Linked DNA regions of Sus scrofa: region 2 is linked to region 1. The links are chromatin contacts, called in public Hi-C maps. All regions are on one chromosome and are shown on one strand. Each heading gives the region's core, a stretch centred on a gene start, on an enhancer-like site or on the middle of the called end of the contact. The rest is flanking DNA. Distances are from core to core; before and after follow the strand shown.

What was found. Hi-C and Micro-C count contacts between places; a contact is called where the count stands out from the background.
Region 2: a contact with region 1 is called in a Hi-C map of fetal skeletal muscle, with 2.5 times the contacts expected there. The contact joins two enhancer-like sites. A contact is called at or near these places in 12 of 47 Hi-C or Micro-C datasets (alveolar macrophages, embryonic fibroblasts, epiblast stem cells and 8 more) and 1 of 2 datasets of contacts at active chromatin or transcription factors (skeletal muscle).

The regions. Positions count from the first base shown.
Region 1 is chr7:29,051,493-29,057,804 of Sscrofa11.1, reverse strand. It overlaps DST (dystonin), which reads right to left. Exons shown (of 101, transcript XM_021098579.1): 6 at 4,546-4,635; 7 at 3,894-3,992; 8 at 2,048-2,125. Among named protein-coding and RNA genes, the nearest start is that of DST, 240 kb to the right of the region's middle. Within about 2 kb of position 3,079, at least 1 of the 83 cell types and tissues checked has an H3K27ac peak or open chromatin away from gene starts, as enhancers often do. A contact at or near this core is called in fetal skeletal muscle, where this site is marked.
Region 2 is chr7:29,347,475-29,353,667 of Sscrofa11.1, reverse strand. No RefSeq gene overlaps it. Among named protein-coding and RNA genes, the nearest start is that of COL21A1, 64 kb to the left of the region's middle. Within about 2 kb of position 1,562, at least 29 of the 83 cell types and tissues checked have an H3K27ac peak or open chromatin away from gene starts, as enhancers often do. A contact at or near this core is called in fetal skeletal muscle, where this site is marked.

The sequences.
Region 1 (6,312 bases), core at 1,830-4,329:
CATGGCATATGGTAGTTCCCAGGCAAGGGGTCAAATCAGAGCTGCAGCTGCTGGCCTACACCTCAGCCACAGCAATACAGGATCGAGCCGAGTATGCAACCTACACCACAGCTCATGGCAACGCCAGATCCTTAACTCACTGAGCCAAGGCCAGGGATCAAACCCACAACTTCATGGATACTAGTCGGATTTGTTTCTGCTGCACCACAACGGGAACTCCCAGAAATAATTTTGTCTTTTGAAAATAAGCTTTCTTTTAACAAATAGGTAGGAAACTATTCCAAACCATCAAATAATAATAACTTTCTCACACTTCTGTCACAATGAGTGTAAAAAAACCCCCAACCTCTAGCATTATTATTCTATTTGTCTGCCATAAATTGTTACCAAGGTAGATAAATATATGTCACTTGAAAATGATTCAAAACTTTAAAAATAATATAATAGTTAGACTTAAAGCTTATCAACCGTCAAATTACACATTCAGGTAAATAAATGTCATGATGGTATCTAACATTTACTTCCTGGAAAAAGAATTAAAACGAATCAAAATATCATGAATTAAAGACAATAACACCTAAGATTTTCTTTCCTGGACAAATCACTGCCAAAAATATTTCGACAAGGAGACATAATTAACCATTAGTCCTTCTGGAAACTTCCACTAGAATTAAGAATGGTAAGGCAAATACCAATAAAATTTACAAAATATAAGTACAGAGTAATTGCTAGCATTTAATAACTAAAACCATTTCGATGTTCATAAGAAGCTAAATGGAGGATTAATAACAGACAGGGTCTCTTTGTCCTCCTGGCCCTCCCTTTCTTTTTCACTTTTTTCAGTAAATTTCAGTTCTCCTGAGTTTCTTTATCTCTTTTTTTCTACTCATTGAAAATTACCAATTATTTGGCTTATATCACTATAACACACAGTGTTAACTAACCAAGATCAAGTCCAAGACGTTGCTCATTCTTTTCTATGATTTCTTCTGAAACCTCAAGTCAGTTGGGGATTGCTGTCAAAATTGTCTTTTTGTTTGTTTTTTAATTTTTCTTTTTATGGCCACACCCATGGCATGTGGAAGCTCCCAGGCCAGGAAATGAGCCTGCACCACAGCAGCGACTGGAGCCACAGAGTGACACCGATGGGTACTTAACCCTCTGAGCCACAGGAGGATTCCAGAACTGGCTTTTTTCTCCCTCTTTTTAGGGGCACATCCACAGCATATGGAAGTTCCCAGGCTAGGGGTCAAATTGGAACTGCAGCTGCCAGCCTACACCACAGCCACAGCAACACCAGATCCAAGCTGCATCTGTGACCTACACTACGGCTCACAGCAAAGTCAGATCCTCAACCAAGTGAGCGACGCCAGGGATTGAACCAGCATCCTCGTGGATATTACCTGGGTTCTTAATGTGCTGAGTCACAATGGGAACTCCCAGAACTTTTATTTTTAACCACTTATAAATTACCCAGTTTTAGCTACTCATTAAAAAAAAAAAAAAAATCATCTATTGGTTGTTCCCTGGTCTGGGAACTGAGATCCCACATGAAGCCACTGCACTCTGTAGCCCAGAAAAAAAAAAGCAACTATTGCCTCCTCACTACTAAGTATGAAAAATACAGATGCAAAGTTTTTTGAAGTATTATATAAAGTTAGCTTTTATAAAAATAACATAATTTTATAAGGTGAGCATAAAAAAATATTGTCTCCCCACGACTAAGAACTCTTCACATTCTTAACATTCTATTGCTACTACAATGTCATTAAATTAACTTCCTTGGCAAAAGTGTTCCAATTCCCAAGGAAGGAAAATCAGCAGCTCTTATTCAGATAGAAATGTAGCCACTTATGATTGCTCTGGACTTATGCCCACTATTAACTTCCTTTTCTTTGGAACAAATGTTTAAAATCATTTTAAAATATCTGTCTCACAAAAGCACAAGTTTAATTATCATAATCTGCAAATTTAACTTCTTCATACCCAAACATGGTGCTATGCAGATTTGTTCAGTTACGTGTATAGTCTTTGAAAAACATCATACCTGGCGTCTTTTCAAATAGTCAAGTGCAATTTGTACATTCTGTAGTCTGTGAAAACGCATCCGACCTTTCTCTCGGGGCTAAGAATAAAAAAATGCAAGGTATAAAAAACACTGTAGTTTCTGATGCCACTGACCATGCTAAGTATACTCATGCTGAATATACGATACAAATATACTTTATGCTCATCTTACTACGTCAAGACAATATTTACTGTTTGGGTAAATCCATTAAACTTTTAAAATGGTATTTTTAATTTTTTTCGCATTATCTGAGATTGAATTTATACTAGGGATTTTTCTGAATGTGTTTTATATAAACAGATGCTTTATTCAAAACATTTTATATAAACAGATGCTTTATTCAAAACATTTTCTTCCTTTCTTAAAAGGAAAAGAGAAAATACGATAGCACATACAAAGTTTAGTTACTATACTACAATTCTAGCCTAGACTTTTTAGCTATGGATGCACAACAAGAATTAAATACCATTCCCCATTTTGCCTTCTTAATAAACTCTGACTATTGCCAGGAAGGTCTTCATGATTAACTAGGTATGGCATGTTAATGAAAGTGATATAAAAAGCAGCATGCAGTTAGTATAAAAAATCACCAAGAAGGAGAAAGCCAGTGGAATTTTACTTAGCCATGACAGAGGACAAGAGAAAAGCAATTAAAGCCAGGTAATCTATTTCCTCTGTATTTTATTTGCGCTTTTGCACAAAATCAGCTGGGCTCTTTATCACAGGGTTACACTGCCTGGGGATGGACATGTGATTTGCTGCTTCAGGAAAACCGACAACTCATCGTTCTTTTTCCTTGATGCCGTTTCCCTTAAGAAACGTGACACGTTAGCAGAAGGAAAACAAGGAAACAGAGCTGAGAAAATGTTCAACAAAAATACAAAGAATGGAGCTGGAATGTACCACATAAAATCTTCCAAAGAGAAAAAATAACTGACAGCTGAGCTGCTCAAACAGAAACAGGTGGCCTCAGCCAAAGGCAGCAGAATGGAACAGCCGGCAGATCACACGGGATGGGAAAGTAAGTTCCATCTAATGGGAGACATGAGGGTGATGAACTCCCCAATGGGTCCAAAAAGCACAAGTTCCATGACACTGGGGCACTAGAGATGTGATGACACAAGAAGCACATCTGTCTTACAAACAGAGGTGGGTCAACTGAGCATCCCAGGGGTTAAACAGCTCTGTCAGGACTCTAGTGTTTAAAACATGCCCCCTAAGTAAATCCAGATGCGTGAAGATAGGTAAAGAAGGGCCATCGACTACCTACTACCAATAGATATGATTTAAAACAAACTTTTTTTGGTCCAAACCCACAGCATGGGGAAGTTCCAGGGCCAGGGTTCGAACCCGCGGTGACAATGGCAGATCCTTTACCTGCTCTGCTGCGCCACCAGGGTACCCCCCAGCATACTCTTAAACATTACAGAAATGTCCATAAGTTCCGTCAAATTAAGCAACAGGTCATTGTTATGTCTGAAGTATCAATTTCGGAAGTGGAAATAGATTGGCATAAACATGAGCAGGCTGGTCGTAAGACGTCCATACTTATACAAGATGTATATCGACTTCCGTAGCTAAACTCCCATCCTATGATTCAAGTACAGAGATGCCAATACCATGCAGGGCAGTCATCAATCAATCCATGGAAAGAGAACGTACATCCTCTGTCCAATTTTTTGGTGCACACACATCCACCTCACTGAGGGTTCTGGTCCTTTCTCCAGGGTGCTAAGAAGGAGCCCGAACCCAGGGGTTACTCGCTATCACATTAGTGCTCACCGCACTGGACTAGGTTAGTTGAGTTATGGGGGCTGACACCTACCCCCTTATCCTCATCCTCCACATCGTCATGCTGTTCATACGCGCATGCTTCTGTGGCACTCACCAATCGTAAGGTCTTCAAAAAATCTCGCTCCCTTGGCTAATGAATATAACAGACAGAAGATAGGACAGCAAAGACACAAGACAGACCAGAAATGAAAAGAAGAGCATGAACAGAACATAATGAAGGAGAACAGGTAACCAGGAAGGGGAAGGGGCGTTCACAAAAAAAGGAGATGACACTTGTGGACGGGGTTAGACCAGTTTTCAGAAAGCGATGCTTATCTCCTTGCTCTTTGTGAGTCTTTGAATAAGTTAGTTATAGTATGCATCCAACTTCCGATCAAAAAAAAAAAAAAACCAACAACACAAAACCCAAAAGGAAAAAAGAAGCAAGAACAAAAGTCTTATTTTAATTATAGAACTAATTACATAAGCAAGGTTATCGAAGTGCTTCCGCCTCCAGAAGTCACATCATTTGAAGTCGGAAAATGCTTAGGGACCGAACCAGAACACTTTTTGCAGGCAAGATTCGCAGCAGCGCTAAAGATGAATGCTGCAAAAATCTGAACAATCTGTGCTGGAAACAGATGAGTCCTATGCAAAAGAGGGTTTCAAGTTCTTCAGGATAAATCAGAAAATTGAAAACTTACCAAGGTGTCTCCCGAAAGAACCTCTAAAAGAGAGATCAAATTGTGTCCGTCCCTTAAGTCTTCGTAGAGGTCGTTCACATGTTTCCGAACCTACGGGAAGAAAAGCAATTGAGAACGCTTGATCCTAGAAGCCACAATCACCCTTGATACTCCAACAAGGAAGGGGAACAAGGGACACTGCACATGGGACACCCCATGTATTCATTCCTGCAGTAATTCCAAAAAGGTTTGGATTCTTTCACTATTTAAAAAGGAAAATTTAAAAGCGAAAAAGGAGTTCCCATCGTGGCACAGTGGAAATGAATCTGACTAGGAACCATGAGGTTGTGTGTTCAATCCCTGACTTCGCTCAGTGGGTTAAGGATCTGGTGTTGCTATGGCTGAGGTGTTGCTGTGGCTGCGGTGTGGCTGAAGCTCCCTAAAAAGCAAAAAAAAAAAAAAAAAAAAAAGCCAAAGTAACTTTCAGATTAATAATTCATAAGGACAAGGAGAAGTATTACATTTTTAAACATATCAGAACAAATAAAAGCCAACTACACAGAGTTCTGATTTTTAAAGTACAGGCAGTGCTCTGACCTGAATTATGATTCCTTTTTTTGTTTGTTTGTTTATTTTTGGCCTCACCCTTGGCATGTGGAAGTTCCCAGGGCCAGGACAATCAAGCCCGAGTCACTGCAGTGACAAAGCCAGACACTTCACCTGGTAGGCCACCAGGGAACTCTGCTGAATTACAATTTCTGGTGCAGCAAACAGAGCCACATTAGCAAGAGGGGATAGTTTTTACATGTGGCCCCCCCCTCCCCCATAGTTTTCCCAACCTCTGGGCCACAAGATCCGGGAAGCCAAAGGTACACATTCCACATCTGGAAAGTCCACAGATGCTAAGCTGGGTAAAGCGTACATGAGATTCTACGTACTATTTAAAAAAATAAATAAATAAAAATAAAAATTCTTGTGAGTGTATGATGGTTTTAAAATTTAAAAGTTCTTTAAAATTCATATATGTGAAGTTGTAAGACCTCTGTCCAAAATTCCACCACACAACGTAAACTTTCCCGTGGCAGGAAGTTCCCAGGCTAGGGGTAGAATAAGAGCAATAGCTGCTGGCCTACACCAAGCCATGGCAACACCAGATCTGAGCTACATCTGCCACCTACGCCACAACCTGCAGTAACGCCAGATCCTTAACCCACTGAGAGAGGCCAGGGATCGAACCCACATCGTCATGGACAGGAAGTCGTGTTCTTAACCTGCCCAGCCACAAAGGGTACTCTGGCAGGGAGTTTTCATAAGCACATCTACATTAACAGAAAGCTAATACTCAACCCATAACAGCTTCTCCCTCCCGTCCGTAGGCCTGGGTTCCAAGCCTGTTATTTTATTTCTTAATTTTTTTAGCTGTGCTTGTGGCATACAGAAATTCCCAGGCCAGGGATCAAACTCACAGCACAGCAGTGACAATGCAGGATCCTTAAACTTCTCTGCTGCTGGGAACCTCTAAGTTTGTGACTGCAGAGCTAAACCACCAAGGGTTCCCCAAAGTTCTGCTCAGTGTGCCACACCGGTGTACCTTCTGCCAATGCCTAGTGCACACTAAGGCTCCTGCCAGACCCCCAAGGGTCACAGCAGGCTGCCGGGGTGGCCATCCCACTCTGGGCTGGCCCATTTCCACATTCTTGCCTTGGGGTGACTCCAGGCTGTGTTACTTAGTGCCACTCTCAGGAAAGCAGCCAAAGAAGTGGTCCAGGAAGAGGCCGGGACCAGCAT
Region 2 (6,193 bases), core at 313-2,812, 300 kb before region 1:
GGTCTAATCAGAGCTACAGCTGTCAGCTTACACCAGGGCCACAGCAACACCAGATCTGAGATGCGTCTGCAACCTACACCACAGCTGACAGCAATACCGGATCCTTAACCCAGTGAGCGAGGCCAGGGATTGAACCTGCAATCTCATGGTTCCTAGTTGGATTCGTTTCCATTGAGCCATGACAGGAACTCTCAGGATATTCTTTGTCTCATGTTATCTTCCATCATGTTCTAGCCCAAGGACTGGATAGAGTTCCCTGTGCTTTATGGTAAGATCTCATCACTTATATGGAATCCAAAATATGGCACAGATGAACCTATCGACAGAACAGAAACAGACTCACAGACATGAACAGACTTGTGGTTGCCAAGGGGGAAGGGAGGGGGGTGGGGGGAAGGGGAGTGAAGTATTATTCGGCAGAATTTGAGGACTTGGAGCCTGGGCGGCAGCTTCTCAGATAGCTCTAAGGAAGAGGTGGGGGTGGGGGGAGGCAGGACATATAGGAGTTTTTGCAGCAAGGACCAGGTAGTTGGAGCTTCAAGAGATTACTGGTAATTAATGAAAACCAGATCTCTCAAGTTAAGGAATTTAGAGCTTTCCTATGTATGGGAAGATGGAAAGTCTGAACTCACCGCAAGCATGCCTTTGATACGCACCTCGGCTCTCTGGGGCCAGCATCCTGTGCTTTCCTTCTCAGGGAGCCCCCTGGGGGAGTCGGGGTGGGGGTGTGGGCTGCAGAGTCTGATGATTTGATGGTGGTCATTCCGTCTCCATCCTGAGCTCCCTCTGGGCTCTCCATTAGGGCAGCTGTCACGGCGGCTGGTGGCCACATCCTCTGTTTACTGAGATGGCAGGTGGCATTTTTCATTCACAGTCTTTTATTTAATCACCAAAATGCAGAAACAAGAAATGCCCCTGGTGGTCTGATCTGACTTTCTCACCCGGCTCCCCTCTCCCATCAGGGGTCACTTGACGCTTTGACTCAGGGGCTGATTCAGACCCCCATCTAGAGTCAAAACCTCTGTCCCCTGCTTCCCCTCGGGCCCGGCTTTCCTCCCTGAGACACGCCGTGAGAACGAATCAGAGCCTTCCTGCAAAACGTGAGACAAGTCAAATACATGAAAACTAAGCAATAAAATCTGACACACCAGCTCCGTCTTGGGGGTGCTCATATCCAGTTTAAAAGGACCGTGGGCTCTGGGAAAAGGGCACTGCCCACGGCTAACACAGACCTTTGCCCTGTGGCCTGGGGCTGTCCCTGCATTTTTCAAATGCTTCTATTTGGACCTTTTCAAAATAAATGGGGGAATTGGGCTTCATGTGCTTATAGGGCAAGGCTGCTCCCTGGACCTGTCACCAGGCTGAAGCGTGAGATCGAGTGGAGGATTCTTGCCAGAACATGAATCAGTTACAGCCTGATATTCTGAACCCTGGTCTTGTTTTCCATTCTCTAATATTTCTTCACATCGCAGCCCAAACAATCGCTCATAATTAAACCGAGGGAAGGAGCGGGCCTGGCAGGAAGCGTACTTGGCAAGGACCCCAGAGGCCTGCATTGTCCTTCATGGAGAATAATTGCATCAGACCCTCCCATTTCCAGGGGAAGGACGGGTGTTGCAGCGCAACCGATGGGAGAACATAAGAGGAAGAAAGCAGCTTATTTACATATTCCTAATCAGGTTAAGGTATAATTTTTTTTTTTTTTTTTTTTTTTAATGGGAAAAGGAAATGCCTTCAAGAATTGAAAGGTCATTTGAAAAACCTGCTTTCACTTCCTCCGGGAGCCACACCACATGCTGACCGTGACCTCTGCTCACATCTGCTGCAAACCCTGCGGGTTCAAAAGGAAAGGAGGCCAACGGGTGTGATCCAGCCCGGAGCCTGGAAGTTTCAAGAGAAGTTAAATGTCATCCGTGTTTAAAAAGTCAGAAACATATCGTCCCTCTGTTTTTGGCATCTGCTATTTACGCAGTAGGTTCACTGCAAATCTGAGCGCAGGGAGAGGATTTAGAGTCTAGATGGCAACACCAGCGGGGTTGGGGGGGCTGAGCTGGGGGATGTCTTAGCAGTTGTTTGGCTTTGGCTCAGTGAGACCACAGAGCATCACGGCCCACCTGCTGCTTCCTGACCAGCAAGACCTCGTCGACTCACAGCCCCCCTGGCTTCAGGTGCCCTGGGGGCCGGCAGGTGAGGGGAAGCTGTGGTGGTCTGTGCACGTCATTGGAAAAAAGAATTTTTTGGATTCAGAGCAAGGTGAAGAAAAGACACGTTTATTGGGGGGAGAGAGATGCTGTTAACCCAGCGGGACAACTTCCCTTTAATCAGGGAGAGCTGACCCCGGGGGTGCATGGTCATGTCTGTTTTTATAGCCCAGGGAGAGGAGAGGGCTCAGGATGCACCTGCTGACCTGCTGATTGTTGGGGAAAGAGGAGTGTCAGGATACACTTGCTGGTTGGCAGGGGGCGTGTAAGGTCTCTGTGAGGGCCGGGTGAGGAGTGGGTCACATGCCTTTCCTAGTGGGGGGGGCAGGGAGGAGTAGGGCAAGTTGCTTAAGGTGGGGGTGGGGGGGCATTACAATGAGGCAGCTGGTCATTCTTGTCTTGGCCAGAGGCTTTGAGGTCCATCTCTGAAGGGGCCTTGAAGCCTCACAGAGGCCAGCACGGTTTCCCCATCCTTTCTTCCCCTGCCCAGGTACCAGCCCCAAATTTATCAGTTTCCACGGAAGGGACAGTTTGGGCCGAGGGGTCAGCTCTCATACCCCGGGGAACGTGCAGAATCTGCTGTCCAGCTTTCCAGGGAGCTCAAGCGAGGGAGCCACACTCTTCACAGAGCATCTCAGCTGCCCAGGAGGAAGGTGGACATTTCGGAGGCCAGGGAGGCCTGAACTTCCTGCTCCTGGCCCTAAGCTCCTGGACTCCTCACCCACTTCTCCAGGGCCAAAGCCCCCAAGGCCTCAGCCCCCAGGGCATCGGAGAAGGAAAGAAAGCAGACGGCAGAAAGGGTGTCCAGCCTCATCCTGTGATCCCTGCTCCGTGAAGCTGGGGTGAGGCCCCAGGGTGAGCCCGGGAAGTAGGGGAGAGGGCAGAGGGCAGAGGACGAAGGGGGACCAGCAACAGGAGATCTGCCCAAAGGACTGAGGGCACAGCTCTGAGACGTGACTTCCTCTAGGGGATAAATTTTGGGGGGTATGTCCTATACCAGAAAACCAGTTGCATGGAGCCCAGGTATGCCCATTCCCGGAGAGCGAGACTCTGGCTCCTGGCTCTGTGCTTACACAGATCCCACACGTGCATTTTGGTTCCTTAACCCACATCTGGACACAGAACGTGGTCCTGGAAGGCTCCCCAGCCGAGAATCATATTCCTTAAAACACAGGAGACAGGAGCAAAGTCTGAGAGAAGTGGGCAGGGGGTGGGGGAGAGTGGTGCAGAGCCCCCCTAGGATGCTGGCCAGCTGGCAGGAAGGGCTGTGTCCCCTTGTCACCTGGGCTGTCCATGTGCCCACCACATGTCAAGTGTACTCAGAAGGCACTGGCGGAGAGAACTCAGGCAAAGCGTCCCGGGAAGCAGCGGGAATGGGATGTGTCCTCACTGCAAAAGCAGCACCATATAAGGCAGGAGGCTCTTGTTTACAGTGACAGATGCTCACTTGCTCGCGCTCGAGGCAAATGAGAGTTTGCAACTTAGGCCAAAAGAGGAATTTATCAGCTAACATAAATAGGTCAGGTTTTTGTTTTTTAAAGTCTGAGGCACATCTAGATGCAGGGGTTTCCATATCATCTGGGTTTTGTCTGTCTCTCTGTTTCTTGGCTCTTCCTCCCTCTCTACCTAGGCTGAATTCTGCAGCCTATTTCTCCCATGACTTTTGTTTGGCAGCATCTGGAACTCCTCTGGGTCCTGGGACCTGCTCCCCTCCTGAGTCCCCCCTGCCCCCCCGCAGAGGCTGACAATGTCAGATGCTTCTTTTCCCAAACGCCTTTCCAGCTGGGGCCTCAGGGGTGTAACCCGGGCGCCGTCCTAGATCTGGAACCCGCAGTAGATGCAGCAAAGAAAAAGAAAAGGAGGAAGAGCAGGAACGTGGAGGGACCTCTCCCTTGGGGAGCTTGCGTTCCTGGTGGTGTCTAGGGTCCTGGGGCCTGGGCGCAGGGTCCGCTCTGCAGGTCAAGGCCTCCATGTGCAGCTGCAGTCCCCACCAGACTTGACCTGGGTGTACTGGGGCCACACTCCCCACTGTGGACCATGTACCCTGGGCTCTGGCTCTCCCAGGGATTCCTTCTGATACCCAGTAACCTTTCCACAAATTTCTTCTCTACTTGAATCAACCAGAGTGGTTTTCTACAGCTTGCAAATAAGAATCTGATTGCAAACAGCTGCCCTGAGGTCCCAATGACCCAGCTTAACCCAACATGAAAGGAACTTCTCTCTTCCGTGTCTGTCAATCTGGGCAGGGATCTAATTGATCTTTGAGCAGGGCTGTCACATGCCACCCATCCCCCAATCATGTCACTAGAGGAACGTGTCTTTACAATTGTCCCAGCTTGGGGGAGACGTTCTTTCCATGGCCCCGGAGCGTGGAGCCCGTGAAAGATGCCTGATAAGGTCTTGTGGATGTAGGACGTGACATTTCCCAAAGGAAGAAGCTGTGTGTGATAAAAGCTTTCCTTTTCTATAGAATTTTCCCTAATCATTCACCAGTCTTTTTTTTTTTTTTTTCTTTAATGGCATACCCACAGCATATGGAAGCTTCCAGACCAGGGATTGAATCAGAGCCACAGCTTTGGGAATGCTGGATCTTTTTTAACCTACCATGCCAGGGCAGGGGTTGAACCTGTGCCTCTGCAGTGATCCTAGCTGTTGCAGTCAGATTCTTAACCCGCTGTGCCACAGCGGGAACTCCCACCAAATTTTTAAGACCCACCAGTACCAGACCATGAAAAACTGAAAGAACAGGTCTGGTCTGCGAGTTCCAGCTCCTCGGAAGCACAAAATAGGAACCCTAAAAGTGAAGAAACTGGGAAGTCTAATAAGCAGAGGGGATCTTGTGTGTGGAATTTCTCCGAATGAGAGAGCTAATGTTTTCTTGTCTCCAAATCTATGATGGTTTGTAGAAAAGATGCCATTATCCCTCCATTTCAGGTCAGCCTGGATGCAGGGAGAGACTTTCTTTTAGAGCTACCTACATAATTGCCTTTAGTGAGTGTACTTTGGTTTTCTATGTGAAATCAAATTATTCTCTGGCTGAATTTGTTCTCATCCATGAACTTCCTTTAATATTTCTTGTAAGCCAGCTATGCTAGCAATGAGTTACCTCAGTTTTTGTTTCTCTGGAAATTCTTTTTTTTTTTTTTTTTTGTCTTTTTGCCTTTTCTAGAACCACTTCCCATGGCATATGGAGGTTCCCAGGCCAGGGGTCTAATCGGAGCTATAGCCTCCAGCCTACACTATAGCCACGGCAATGTGGGATCCGAGCCATATCTGCAACCTACACCACAGCTCACGGCAATGCTGGATCCCTAACCCACTGAGCAAGGCCAGGGATTGAGCCTGAAACCTCATGGTTCCTAGTTGGATTCGTTAACCACTGAGCCACGATGGGAACTCCTTTAATATTTCCTGTAAGTCAACTATGCTAGCAATGAGTTATCTCAGTTTTTGTTTATCTGGAAATTCTTTATTTTGCCTTCATTAAAAAAATTTTTTTTGTCTTTTTAGGGCCACACCCATGACAAATGGAAGTTCCAGGCTAGGGGTCAAATCAGATGTGCGGCTGCTCGTCTACACCACAGCCACAGCAATGCGGGATCGGAACCATGTCTGTGACCTACACCACAGCTCATGACAACACTGGATCCTTAAACCACTGAGTGAGGCCAGGGATTGAACCTGTGTCCTCACTGCTGAACCACAATGGGAACTCCATATTTTGCCTTCGCTTTTGAAAGAGAATTTTACTGGATATAAGGTTCTTTGTTGACATTTTTCCAGCACATTGAATATGTTATTCCACTTTCTTCTGGATTTCACTGTTTCTGATAAAATTCAGCTGTTCACCTTAATAGGCTTCACTTCTATGTGTAGAGTCATTGTTTCCTCGCTGCTTTCAAGATTTTCTCTTTCTCTCTGTTTGACTATGATGTGCCTGACTGTGGCTGTTTTTGCGTTTATCCTTCTTGGGGTCCATCGAGCTGTTTGAA